2 separate regions of the Oncorhynchus kisutch genome follow, and region 2 is linked to region 1. The links are chromatin contacts, called in public Hi-C maps. All regions are on one chromosome and are shown on one strand. Each heading gives the region's core, a stretch centred on a gene start, on an enhancer-like site or on the middle of the called end of the contact. The rest is flanking DNA. Distances are from core to core; before and after follow the strand shown. Region 1 holds the start of LOC109909536 (diablo homolog, mitochondrial-like). Region 2 holds the start of LOC109875565 (ribosomal RNA-processing protein 8).

Evidence for each region. Hi-C and Micro-C count contacts between places; a contact is called where the count stands out from the background.
Region 2: a Hi-C map of liver shows a contact between it and region 1, with 6 times the contacts expected there. The contact joins the promoter of LOC109875565 here to the promoter of LOC109909536 in region 1. A contact is called at or near these places in 2 of 2 Hi-C or Micro-C datasets (liver and muscle).

What each region holds. Positions count from the first base shown.
Region 1 is chrLG18:29,087,813-29,094,943 of Okis_V2, forward strand. LOC109909536 (diablo homolog, mitochondrial-like) reads left to right here and starts at 2,655. Exons shown (of 6, transcript XM_020508552.2): 1 at 2,655-2,848; 2 at 3,002-3,134; 3 at 5,520-5,645; 4 at 5,814-5,924; 5 at 6,235-6,331; 6 at 6,959-7,131. The coding sequence starts at 2,754.
Region 2 is chrLG18:29,258,698-29,265,828 of Okis_V2, forward strand. It overlaps LOC109875565 (ribosomal RNA-processing protein 8), which reads right to left and starts at 3,113. Exons shown (of 8, transcript XM_020467918.2): 1 at 2,947-3,113; 2 at 2,587-2,706; 3 at 2,153-2,432; 4 at 1,153-2,068; 5 at 863-992; 6 at 640-746; 7 at 416-512. The coding sequence starts at 2,688. It also overlaps the pseudogene LOC109875548.

The sequences.
Region 1 (7,131 bases), core at 1,405-3,904:
CACCCAGTCCTCTGGGTCGATGGGCGGCCTCGTGATATTCTGTCAAGGTGTGCGTAAAATGCATTGTGTTTGTCTGGTAGAGAGGCATCTTTGGACAGATCACATCTGGGTTTTCCTTTGTTATCCGTAATGGACTGTAGCCCCTGCCACATGTGACCGGCGGCGGAGCCTGTGTAATCAGATTCCACCTTGTTGCTATATTTCCCTTTTGCTTGTTTGATGGCTCTGTGGAGGTCATAGAAGGACTTATTGTACTTGTTTGTGTCCTCAGCTGTAGCCTCTGGGTTGGCTGCGATAGCCCTGTGTGCGATAGCCCTGTCCTTTAGTTTAGTAGCGCCAACCTATGTGTTAATCCGGGGTTTTGATTGGGAAAGCAGCGAACCTTCACTGTGGGGACAATGTCAGTTATGCAATTCCTAATGAAGCCTGTGACAGCGGTAGTTAGCTTGTGGATGATATCGGTGGAGTCCCAGAACATATTCCAGTCTGCGCTAGCAAAGCAGTCCTGTAGCATTGCCTACAGGACTGCTGTTGGCAATTCGGAGTACCATTTCTCTACGGAGTGCGTCATGGGTACTTCCTGTTTGAGCTTCTGCTTGTAGACAGGAAGCAGGAGTATAGAGTCATGATCTGATTTGCCGAAGGGGCGATGAGGTAGAGCGTTGTATGCTTGCTTGTGGGGAGAGTAACAGCGCTCTAGGACTTTATCACCCCTAGTCTTAGTGACGTGGAATTAAAATCACAGGCAACCAGAAAAGCAGCCTCTGGGCACATGGTTTCCTGCCCGTTTATAGCCTTGTAGTTTTTATTATTTCAATTCATAGGATTCATGCAATACATTTTATTAATAGATTTTTTAACCCCACCCCCCCACCAGCAATCTGATAGCATGTAAAATAAATAATGAGAAAAACATAAATATTACATAGTTCATCTACTGAACAATACATCATATAGTCTCAGAAATAGTGAAAAATTATTGATACACATTCATGGATGTAAAGGTGTAAAGGCCCATTGGTTAAGAGTTCAGAAATGTCCACTACTGCTTTTTTCCATGTGTCCAGAGTGGACACCTTGGCCCTGTAGATCATGGCCGTGGAGAGCTCCATAAATACAATTCCCTTAAATGTGAGCAGCCATTGTCGCAATGTAACTGATGAGGTGGAATCCACCTTTGTACAATCATTTTCTTAGCAGCTGTGGTTCCTGTTACATATTTAGAAATCCAGGGGATAAAAACAAAAGTGTCAGTGTATACTGATAACTCTAGTTTTTAAGTACGCAATCTGGATCCCTGCACTGTCTCATTGAAGATCTTGATAACTTTTCTAACCTCTCTGGATTAAAACCTAATTATGACAAGTGAACCGCATTGGATCGTTACAAAAATAGTGTTTACACTACCTTGTAGTTTACCATTAAAATGGGTGGATGGTTAAGTAGATATACTTGGTATTCACATCTTAAAAAATATAAATGAACTTACCACAATTCATTTCAATAGAAAGTTAGCAAAAATAGATAAGATTCTGCAACCATGGAGAGGTAAATACTTGTCTATTTATAGAAAGTCTTTGGTCTTATCACAGTTTACTTACAGTAGGCACTCTCTACTCCAGATTTACCTGTTTTTTAAATCATATGAGCAAAAAATATTTCATTTGATTTGGAATGCTAAACCAGACAAAATTAAACGTGCCTATATATATAATGAATATGAGGGGCCTAAATTATTCAACATTAAAGCTTTAAACCTCTCACTAAAAGCTTCACTCATACATAAATGATTCTTAAACCCAAAATGGTTCTCCAGTAGATTATTATGAAAAGCTCATATTTAAAATGTATTTATATGTAGTAAAAAAGATGTAAAAAAACTAAGATATTTGTCCTCTGAAGAAGGGGGTGGTGGAGGGGTTAAAAAAAATGAAAAAGAAGCGTGGTTTGGTGTGTCATGTTTCGGAGAACCCACGACTCGACCTTCTCCTCTCCTGAGCCTGTTGGGGAGTTGCAGCGATGAGACAAGATCGTAATTGGATCGCAATTGGATATCACTAAATTGGTGAAAAATGGGGTAAAAATAAATAAATAGATATGACAGATAGGAATATGGATGGCTCACTGTTCGTTGATGGCATTTCCTGCCTAAGTTTGCCAACTTTGTCAATGAAGAAATCATTAAAATAATTGGCAACATCAAATGGTTTGTCTTTCTGCCCATAATTACCTTTAAAGCACAAAAAAAATGTTTTCCATCATTATTTATTCATAATACAGTTTCTTACTATTATTGTTGAGTGTAGTCACATCATTTATCAATAGTTTGATCTATGATGTGTGTAGATCAAACTATTGAAAAATTATTACCAGAATAAGACCAAAAGGGCATTTCAATTTAATTTAGCAAATTAGAAAATATCTCAAACACAAACAAGATGACTCTCCTTATAGTATTCCAGCCTATATGTTTAACCATTATCTCTGGCTTTTGAAAACCAGTATAATGTTCATTGTCACAATATATCATAGTTGAGCAAAGGAATACAATACTACAGCAGAAACACAACATACAAACTTGAGCCTATTTTACCACTAGGTGACGACAGAGACTTACTTTTTGTCGTAAAGAATTCTGGTAAATTTTAAATTATTTATTGAGACTTTAATACATCACAAAAGTAACCTCATATAATTTATTTTAGTTGAAGAGTAAGAAACGACATTACAAGTAAAATGCACGCTATTAGACAATGCTCTGTTTGTGCTACTGGGGGACGGACTTCCTTTTGCTCCTGACCAATATGGCCGCGCTCAGAAGAAGCATTGCATGTCTCAATTTCTTCAGGTAAATATCTTCATAATAACAACTGCATCATTGCACCCTAATGCATTGTATTCGTACGCAAACAGAACATGTTTCGTCTTAGATAAATATCGAATTGGTGTAATCACTATAGCTTGCTAATATCGGTGTTGTTGTTTACTCATTACCTTGCAGGAGCACAGCAGCGAGTGTCCTCAACAGTAGGAAACCCTTGCGCCATAGGCTCGTGCGTTTGAGAGATGTTACCAGAACGAGCTTGGTCTCTTTGAGTGTTGGCAGTGGACTGAGCGCTGTCCCTTTCATGCAGGTAAAGGACCATTGTCTCTCTCTCTTGCGCGCATGCGCGCGGGTCACTCATCACTTTATATTAGTGTCATTGAATAATGCTGAACAACTTGAATAAGGCTGACAAGTTGACTTTTTCCACCTTTTGTTACTTTACAGCCTTATTCTAAAATGTATTAAATAAATAAAAATCTTCACCCATCTACACTCAATAAGCCATAATGATGAAGCCAAAAGGGATTTTTTGACATTTTTGCAAATGTACAAAAACATTAAAAACATAAATACCTTATTCAGACCCTTTGCTACGAGACTCGAAATTGAACTCAGATGCATCCGGTTTCCATTGATCATCCTTGGGATGTTTCTACAACTTGATTGGAGTCCACATGTGGTACATTTGATTGATTAGACATGATTTGGAAAGGCACACGCCGGTCGATTAAAGGTCCCACAGTTGACAGTGCATGTCAGAGCAAAAACCAAGCCATGAGTTTGAAGGAATTGTTTGTAGAGCTCCAAGACAGGATTGTGTCGAGGCACAGATCTAGGGAAGGGTACCAAAACATTTCGGCGGCCTTGAAGGTCCCCAAGAACACAGTGGCCTCCTTCATTCTTAAGTGGAAGAACAGTACCATCAAGACTTCCTAGAGCTGGCAGCCCTGCCAAACTGAGCAATCGATGGATAAGGGCCTTGGTCAGGGAGGTGACCAAGAACCTGATGGTCACTCTGACAGAGCTCCAGAGTTTCTCTGTGGAGAAACTTCCAGAAGGACAACCATCTCCGCAGCACTTCACCAATCAGGCCTTTATGATAGAGTGGCCAGACGGAAGCCACTCCTTAGTAAAAGGCACATGACAGACCGCTTGGAGTTTGCCAAAAGGCACTTAAAGACTCTCAGACCAGGAGAAACACATTTTCTTGTCTGATGAAACCAAGATTGAACTCCTTGGCCTGAATGCCAAGCGTCACGTCTGGAGGAAACCTGGCACCATCCCTACAGTGAAGCATGGTGGTGGCAGCATCAAGGTGTGAGGATGTCGTTCATTGGCAGAGACTAGTTCAGGATTGAGGGAAAGATGAACGGAGCAAAGTACAGAGAGATCCTTGATGAAAACCTGCTCCAACGCGCCCAGGACCACAGACTGGGGTGAAGGTTCACCTTCCAACAGGACATCGACCCTAAACACACAGCCAAGACAACGCAGAAGTGGCTTCGGGACAAGTCTCTGAATGTCCTTGAATGGCCCAGCCAGAGCCCAGACTTGAACTCGATTGAACATCTCTTGAGAGACTGTCGTGGAGGATCGTTACAAAATATAACACTTACAAGAACTTGTGAATTCAATATAGGCTTTTAATGCAAACATATCAGAAGCCTAGATGGTCCGCGGAACACACCCTTTTCCAGAGCTCTGGCTCTGTTTTTATACACATACAACATATGAGTCCATCCCACATGCAAATGAAGTTACTTCCCTCAGTCCATCTGCCACTATTATATCCCAATCTGTGCATCCTGCTTGTTCACACCCAATAACGCCCATATCTGCTTTCAGTTAAGTTATAATGGTGACAGGACCTCTTCATGTCCCAAAAATAATACATGCCCATATTATCCCATCTTATCCTTAAGTTTAGCTTGGTGTGTTCTTTGGTATGTCTGTCCTTATTAGGACTAGTAGACTATGTGTCTCTTCTCTTCATGTCCTAAAAATATATGTCCTATGTCTATAGTCCATCAGTTGGTCATTTGGCTGACCCCCTCCTTTGTGTGTCCCTCTGACCTTGGTATGTCCAGCTGTCCTATGCTCTCATGGCCTTACTTTGGTTTCCTGTCCTATACAATAGACAATGCATTTTACCAGAATGGCAAATGCACTCTAAGTGTATCTTTCTCTTGTGGTACAGTATTATGTTTCTCCCTATATGTACATCTTGCTCCCACAAGACCTGAAAATATCTGTGCAGCGACACTCCCCATCCATCCTGACAGAGCTTGAGAGGATCTGCAGAGAAGAATGGGAGAAACTCCCCAAAAACAGGTGTGCCAAGCTTGTAGCGTCATAACCAAGAGGACTCGAGGCTGTAATCCCTGCCAAAGGTGCTTCAATAGAGTGCTCAGTAAGGGTCTGAATACTTATGCAAATGTCATATTTCCGTTATTTATTTTTAATTTCTGAAAGCCTGTTTTTGCTTTGTCATTATGGGCTATTGTGTGTGTGGATTGAAAAGGGGGGGAAAACAATTTAATCCATTTTAGAATGAGGCTGTAACGTAACAAAATGTGGGAAAAGTCAGGGGGTCTGAATACTTTCCGAATGCACTGTACATGAATGCCTTAATCGCAAAAATCCCCCCTTTCAGCTCATATATTAAACTGTTTCTGTTTCTCTCCCTATCCAGCAAGTGGAGAACCTCTCTCATGAATCTCTGATCCGAAGCGCATCCTCTATGGTTACAGACAGTGCAAACACTTACCTCTCCCAGACCACTCAGGCTCTTGTAGACTCCATCACACAATATTCCAAAGTAAGTACCTGAAGGGGTCATAGTGGATTTTTGTTATCGTGTATGCTAAGATGTACAGTGTGATAACTATATCCATAAATATCAAATGCTAATTTAACCAGTAAAGCAATGGCACCATGCTACCTAAATGACCCTTCGTGTTTTTGACCGTTTGTTTTGTTTACTCAGGCTCTCCATACCCTCATCTCCCTTCAAAGGAGATATCTGGCTTCACTGGAAAAACTCTCCACTGCTGAGGAGGATGCCATTTGGCAAGTGATCATTGCCCAGCGTGTTGAAGTAGGTGTGTGAAATGTGTACTCAAAATAAACCAAAAATACACTGTTGTATTAAGTCATCTTTCAGAAAAAATATATGTTCCTGTATTTTTGTATCCAGCCATCTGGAAAAGCTATGTCTTTAAGGTGTTTTGTTTATTTCCAAAGAACTTTTAACTTGATTTACAATCTAAAATAGTAAACGCTTTAGTCACTCCTGTTTGCCTTTCAATGTTTGTCATTGATGTTCTAAAAGTAAATATGGTTTGAGTTCTATAAACTTCTCAAGAATGTAATGAAATGTTCTGATGGGTTTCTCTCTGTCCTGTCAGGTTGGCGACAGACTAGATGAATGCAACCGCTTCGAGTCAAACTGGATTAATGCCGTCAACCTTTGTGAAATGGCAGCTGAGGCAGCGTACAACACAGGTGTGTTTATTACCAGTGACATTACTGAAAAGGCTGTGTTAAACATGTGTGTGACTGTCCATCGGTGTTTTGTTACTTGTCATGTTTTTGTTTGGACGCGAGGAAGAATAGCTCCTGTTCGGCAAAAGACAAAGGGGTTCGAATAAACCAATACCTGTTTACCACTAAATTGAGGAACTTAACGACAACCTGATGCTCCTTGCTCCCCATGACAGTTAGCATTCCTCCGTCATTACTGTTATTCTCACACAGACGTTAACCTGTCAGTGCAGTAATAAACTTACGAGCTCTAATAAAACGCCCCCATAATGTTTGTTTTTCTCCGTCTCACTACTTTGTAGTTTGCTGTTTGCGCCCCTCTTTTTCAAGACCTGTCAGTCTCACACTTTGGCCAACGTATGGATCAGTAGCTGTCAGTGAATACAGCTTTGTGATGGTAAAGAAGACTAAAACCTCCAGGTCACCATGTACTCTAATTCCCATGATGCAGCACAATAGAGAAATGATGGACACGGGCACCTGCTCAGTGTCACCTGTTATCATCATGGATTGAAGGTTTCATCTTTGGCCACTTTCTCTGTTATGGTGAAATTTGACTAAGACCACTGTTTTATGTTTGTTTCCCAGGAGCTGAGCATGCATCTGTCACAGCCAAGACCAATTTGCAGGTGGCCAAGATTCAGGTGGAGGAGGTCCGGCAGATATCTGTGGATGCTGAGAGGAAGCTGACTGAGACCCAGGCCGAGGAGATCCAGAGGATGGCGGAGTATGCCTTCATAGAGAGTGGCAGTGATGACGTG
Region 2 (7,131 bases), core at 1,863-4,362, 170 kb after region 1:
TTACATCCAGTAGAAGATACATTTTCTGTTACTGCCCTTCCTGCTTGACTTCTCTCCTGTGGGTGTATCCCAAATGTCACCCTATTCCCTATATAGTGCACTACCTTTGATCAGAGCCCCATGGGCCCTGTTCAAAAGTAGTGCAGTATAAAGGGAATAGAGTGCCATTTGGAACATATGTTTGGAACTGTTTCTCCCATGTTCTCATCACTGTTGCCCTCATCGTTTCTTATACAAACAAGGCCTCAGCTCCAGTCCTGCTGCCTTCTTTACCCTCTCTGGAGCTTCTGCAATCTTTTCAAACTCAAAGGAATAAAAGTGGCTAAATTAATAGGGTAGGGTATTGTAAAGATGCATTTCTTAAAGCTAAAGACAAAAACATGGCCATCCCAGTTTACTATGATTACTGCCTTACCTTTGTGACCAACTTGAATCCCAGGCTGGACAAAGCACCCATGAAGTTCCTCACATTCTCAAATCTACTTGCCACCTCTGCAATTTTCAGGATACCCCTGCAAAAAATGACAAATTGTTTAATAATAATAATAAATGACATAAATATGGAAAATAAATGGGAACACCTTCTATTCCAGCATATTGACATACTGTAGCTTTGTTTTTCTGCACAATATATCTTACCCCATCACCAGCACACGGTTAGCCTCAACTAGAAAATCCACAAGGTTAGTCCCCATAAGAGAGAGACAGAATACAGCTATGTCCACAGTACCATCCTTGAGCGGTACCTGCAGACAGGTGGGACAACAATAGAAATCATACATCATTATTACATGAAAAACAGACTGCATAGTAAACAGGCATGGATGAAACAGATTCAGGATCAATGTAAAGTTGGACTCACATTGGCCATGTCGCAGACAGTTACACGGTCACAGATAGGTGCCAAGTCAAAACTGTGCACTTTGTTCTTCAAGCTTAGAGCAATTTTGCAGTCACCACAGCCAAAATCTGCCACTACCAGAGAGGCAGGCCTGAAATCAACACAAATGGTCTTAAAGAAAGCAACATGCTAATTCAATGTGGACTCCCCACCCCAGAACCAAGACAATAAAAATACAAAAACTATGCAAACAGACTTATTGCAAACAATGCAAGTATGTTAGGGTCAGATAGAAGCATAACACAACTTACATGCGGCGTATGTAGGAGATGATGGCGTCGACAGGATTAGCTGGCCAGCGCTGGACCTGTGCCGTAAAGCCCCTGTGGTAGATGCTAAAAGCCTGGGGGTCTTGTCTAAACATGCGTTTTGCCTCCCCACTAGACGTGGTGTACAGAACCTCGTTAATATATCGGAACCGCGCTGACTCCAAACGCTGCTCCATGCGGGACCTCAGAGCAGTCGAGCGGTCTGCAGAAGCCTCTTTCACCTCCTCTGTGGTGCGTGTCTCCTCCTGCTCAGCAGGTTTCTCTTTCTTTTCCGGGCTCTGGCCATGGAGCATTCTCCTGAGCTTTTCTCTCCGCCGGTCTTGCCCTTTGCTCTCGTCCCATTTCCTCCTCTTACTGCCGGGCGGCTCCGCGTGCTGCTCCTCCCTAACCAGCTCCTGAGGTTTCTCCTCTTCTGTCATTAACTCTTTACCTAGTGGAACTGCTTTTTCTTCAATGCTCCCCTTTGTCTTTTTCTCTGACAAGTTCTTATTGTTTTGAACGGTTTCTGTGTCTGGAGTGGAAGCAGTCTCATTGAAAGTCGTCTCTTTTCCCCCTGGAACCTTTTTCCTTTTCTGTGTTTTACGCTCACCCTCTTTCTGCTGTTTTTTCCCCTTTGTATGGCGGTGTGTCTGGACGACCACGGTTTCCCTGTTCACACCAGAAGCTTTTTTTGGTCCATCTTCTGTATCCTTTTGCACAGTGGTCTCTGCTTTTGTGTTTTTTGGGGGGGTGGTATTATCTCCATTTTTTATTTTGTATTTGTTTTTACATTTCTTCTTGTTCTTTGTCTTGTTTTTCCATTGCTTTCGGTTTAATCTCTCAATCTCAGCATCTGTTGCTGCTTTTCCTTGTTTACTACCACCCATAATGGACTCTCTATTCTTTACCTTTTTGAACCCTAGGAAATAAAGAAAACCTCAAACCTCTTCAACTTAAGACAATCAATTGACAGTTGCTAGTTGCCAGTGCTTGTGAAACTCACCTGATTTTATTGGTTTCTTTGCTTTTATTGACTTCTTAGCTACAGGCACTGCAGTCTCCTCGGCACACAAATCTCCACTGTCCTTATCGGTCTCTTCTCCTGAAACAGCTACTTTCTTGCGTCCTCTTTTCTTCTTCCTCTTGGTGTGTGGTGTCAGTATGGCCTCTGTTTCGCTGTCACTGCCTGCTTCCCAAGGGGCACCATTGCTCTTGCTCCAGTTTGGTACGGACCCCAGTGTTTGGAGGGTCAGTAACAAACTCTTCTTCCCAACACATTTTGTCTGTCCGGGAATGGAGGTGTCAAATTAAATACCATGGGAAAACCAAAATTCAACCCTCTATTGGAATATGTGGTCACTGGCAACGTGAGTTGTGCCTGGCTTGCTAGCTACATAGGTACATTTTATTATAAACAAAATTGAGATGGCTGCTCACCGTGATATTGGTGCTGTCAGACAGTTTGAATCTGCTGATGACCGTCTTGGTCAGAGCTTTGGCTTCTGGATCATCGTTCCACTCATCCTCCTCAGCGAACATGCTTGACCAGCGCTGTAACTAACGGGAATTCATTACGTGAACATGTAAAAAAAAGAACGCACGTGTATTAGAATAAATGGTTGCTAGATTAGTGTGATGCTTTTCGGTACTGGCAGTAGATTCCAGAAAATATAAAATCAACGCTAACCTGCTTCTAGATTGAACAAACTAGCGTTATATCAGACATGGTATTTAGCAGCCATACGTCCAAACTGCTAGCAACATTCATTCCAATACAACGACGACAACTTCACTCACCTGTCAGATGACTTATCAACACGATATGTTAACGGACTTAATTTAATCGATCAAATGTGAAGAATTACAAGTTTATCTGTGGATATTGCCAATTTCTGTTAAGCCACGTTTGGTTCGCACATTGACGGACCAAAACAAGCGCATGTCAATGACACAAGTCTCTCTGCAAAGGATGATGGGACATGAGTCTTATTTGGTTTGTATGACTACCAATGGAGGACACAAAAATACGTTTTATAAAATCACGGAGCAATGGCAGTTACGAAATTAACCTTTATTTTATAAAAGGCAGCGATGTACAAAATAAAGTGCCTGTGATTGTTCTCCTGTTTTCTAATGTGCTGATTTGACAACACTGTTGGGTGACATATTGACAAACTGTATGTAATTCTGTAAGTGTCCCAGGACCAGAAGAGAATGGGGACCTCCACTGGCAAAATGTACTCTCATGACAAAAACGTTGATCTGTATGAAACTAAAAAATAAATATACCACTAAAAGATAACATAGCATAAAACATCTTCAGTACTAGACATTTGATATGACTAGGATTCATTATCTCCACCTAGTCCATTATTAATGTATATTTAAATATAATATTTAGCAGACACTTTTATCCAAAGTGACTTACAGTCATACATACATACATTTTCCACATGGGTGGTCCCAGGAAGTGAACCCATTACCCTAGCATTACAAGCACCATGCTTTACAAACTGAGCTACAAAGGACAATGTTTGACCCTCAACTCTCAGACTCCTGTGTTGTAAAACATTGTTTTGAACATCGCCTGTGCAGTTTATTATGGCGGTCAGACTTTTAACCCCTGAGTGGAGATTCTTCTGTCCTGGTCAGTCCAATAACGGAGTCCTTCTTCCCCCGAGGATAAGTGTCCTGAAGATAAGTGTCCTGAGGATAAGTGTCCTGAGGATAAGTGTGCTTTGCCTTGTTGCCGCTCCTGTTTTCTCTGTAGGTAGCGAGAACGGGCATCGTTCACTGAGCTTTCATCGTTCCGTTTCTCCAGTTTCTTGAATGCGTCTTCAGCAGACCCCTCTGGAATAAACCAAACACACATAATGACTATTAGAAGAACAAAACAAGCATACAAAGCATATAAATCACCTTGGGGCCTGGCTTGATCAGAAAAGGCACTACAGTAACTTATCTTGTCCAATAGGAATACTCAATTACGTTTTCCATTTCAAAAACCTTTGCCCCCATTAGACGTTTTTATGAGACCTGTACTGTATATAATAAAGGAGCAGCTACAGAAACAAGGCCATCAGACTGTTAAACAGACACCACTAACATTGAGTGGCTGCTGCCAACATATTGACTCAACTCCAGCCACTTTAATAAATGGAACAATGGATGTAAAAAATGTATCACTAGCCACTTTAAACAATGCCACTTAATATAATGTTTAGATACCCTACATTACTCATCTCATATGTATATACTGTACCCTATACCATCTACTGCATCTTGCCATCTTTATGTAATACATTTATCACTAGCCACTTTAAACAATGCCACTTAATATAATGTTTACATACCCTACATTACTCATCTCATATGTATATACTGTACTCGATACTATCTACTGCATCTTGCCTATGCCGTTCTGTACCATCACTCATTCATATATCTTTATGTACATATTTTTCATCCCTTTACACTTGTGTGTATAAGGTAGCTGTTGTGAAATTGTTAGGTTAGATTACTCGTTGGTTATTGCTGGATTGTTGGAACTAGAAGCACAAGCATTTCTCTACACTCACATTAACATCTGCTAACCATGTGTATGTGACAAATAAAATTGGATTTGATTAGATGTTGATTTGATCACCAGAGCCCATCAAACACCTGTTTGCCTTTTAGCTGCTTCCTTGGTCTCCCACTTGGCCACCTCCTCTCTGGCCACGCTGCTCAGCTCATACACATCCACCTCATGGAGCACAGGAATCATGGAAGATCACCAGTCCAGCTGGTCCTCCTGGTCAAAGAGCTACAGGGGAGGGGGAGTCAGGTTAACGTGCAGGAGAGATGGGGATTGATGTGTAATATGCATTCTGGGGATTTAATGGATTGTTCTGAAGTGATCAGAATATAGTCCTGGAAGTCTTTACCGTTGATGATGGATGAATGTGAACCATGGACCCGTGCCCATAAATTGTCCAAAACACCTTTCCAACTGACCTGAGAGAAAACCACAACATTTCAGTTATCTTTCTTGACTTTTTAACATTGCTGGGATAAAAGCCGTACCTTCTTGCCATGTGTATCTCTGAGCGCCCCTGGTGAAGTAACCAGTGCATAGGCATCTCCTGAACAGCTCACTCTTATTACCATCAAACTTCTCCATAGGGAAATCTCTCTTCTAGAAACAACGGACATACCCTGGTTATAAATCTGTACATACATGCTCAGAGCTTCACATCATAGTTTTAGCTACACAAAAACGAATAAGATAAGTAAATAAACAAACAACAAACTGACCTGTTGTATTCGTAGGAGGAACTCTCTGAGCTGGGTCTCCTCGCTGAAGGCTGACTTTAGCGCCCTCCGGTGTATATAGTTGTCTTTACATCACGCTGACGGGGCATCACAACAAGTAGGCAGCAAAACAAGCTCACGTTAGATGGAGACTCATGAATATGAATGCAGTGAATTTAATGTAGCTTATTAAATACACCAAGAGGAGTTATATTTGTATACCTGGCCTTGTCCTTCTCAAACACACTGAGCCACATGGTGAAGTCCTTACAGCTGCCCGTCTGCACTCCCAACTGCCTGTGCTTCTGATCTGCCTCCTTCTGCTTCTCTGGATGGCCTGCAGAGAGAGAAATGCCAAACATTTAGATTAGAACTATGACTTGGGATTATGTCTGACTGAAATCCAATGGAATAAATCGGTAAAGGCCATGATGTATACATGTGTATTTCTGACATAACCACATCTTCATTGGCTAAACCGAGGCCTCATGCCGTTATTGTCCACCTGGTCTGATGAAAATGTTCTCCACAGACAGCATGGTGGCTACAGGCAGCAGGAGGTTCCTCAAAGCCTAGGGAGACAGCCTGGAGCAGGGCCCGGGTCAGCCCTGGGGGCAGGGGGAATTCGACCATCAGCTCACCCAGCTGGGTCACTTTATCTCTCCTACAGACACCACACAGGGGAGGGGGATATTAATAAGAGATAACAAGAGCTATTCAAAAGATTGAGTCGTGATAGTCATGAAGAACTGCCAATACTGTATGTAGTAGGTTCCCTCTGTTCTTGATGGTGAAAACAGCAGTTGTATCCCTATGTGGTTGTAGATGTATCTGGTGGAGATTTGTACAAGCAATGACAGATATATATAGAATATACAGTATGTCTATATCTCTCACCTGTCGATGGCGTCACATTGGTAAAGCCATTTCAATGCTTCTAGGATGAACCTCTCCTCTGGATGGTCCAGGTAAAGGAACCTTAAGAGGGACAGACCAAGCAACCATGGCCTCAAATGACTTGTTGGATTGTATTGTATTATCACAGTCTTGAAAAACGGACACTGGTTTCTCTGAGCACTTGAGGAAGTGGAGTTGTACCTACCTGATGACATCATGAACTTCCAGGCACTTGAGTGTGAGGATAACAGCGGTGAGACTGGTCCTCTGGATCTCTGGAACGGTGTACTCTTGCATGCACCTATCCCAGAACTTCTGACTGTAGTAAGTCCCGGCGGAGGTTCTCCCTGCTCGGCCTGCTCTCTGCAGGTCCTCGCTCCTACAACATCACAGTTCTGTTCATTAGGCACAAAACGAAAGGAAGCAGACAAACAGGGACTTCCGGGACTTACTTTGAAATCAGAACCACTTCGAGTATGTCCATAACCCTTGAGTTATGGTTGAGTTGCTTCACTAACTCACTGTCAACAATATACCTGCAGTGAGCAAATTACAGTCATGAAATTTGAGGCCTTGCATTTTGTGATGGATAAAAACAGCTCTATGCAGTCATGTCATGACTTTATTATTTTGATTTAGCAAGCAAATGACATGCTAAACTGTGTCCACTTGTGTGTAAAAGGGAACTCCATCTGTTTTTCTATACGTGAATGTCACAGTGAGGGGTACTCAGACAGTGCCGGAAATCTTACCAGTGAGCATAGATCTGTACAGGGGCAGGATCAGCAGCCC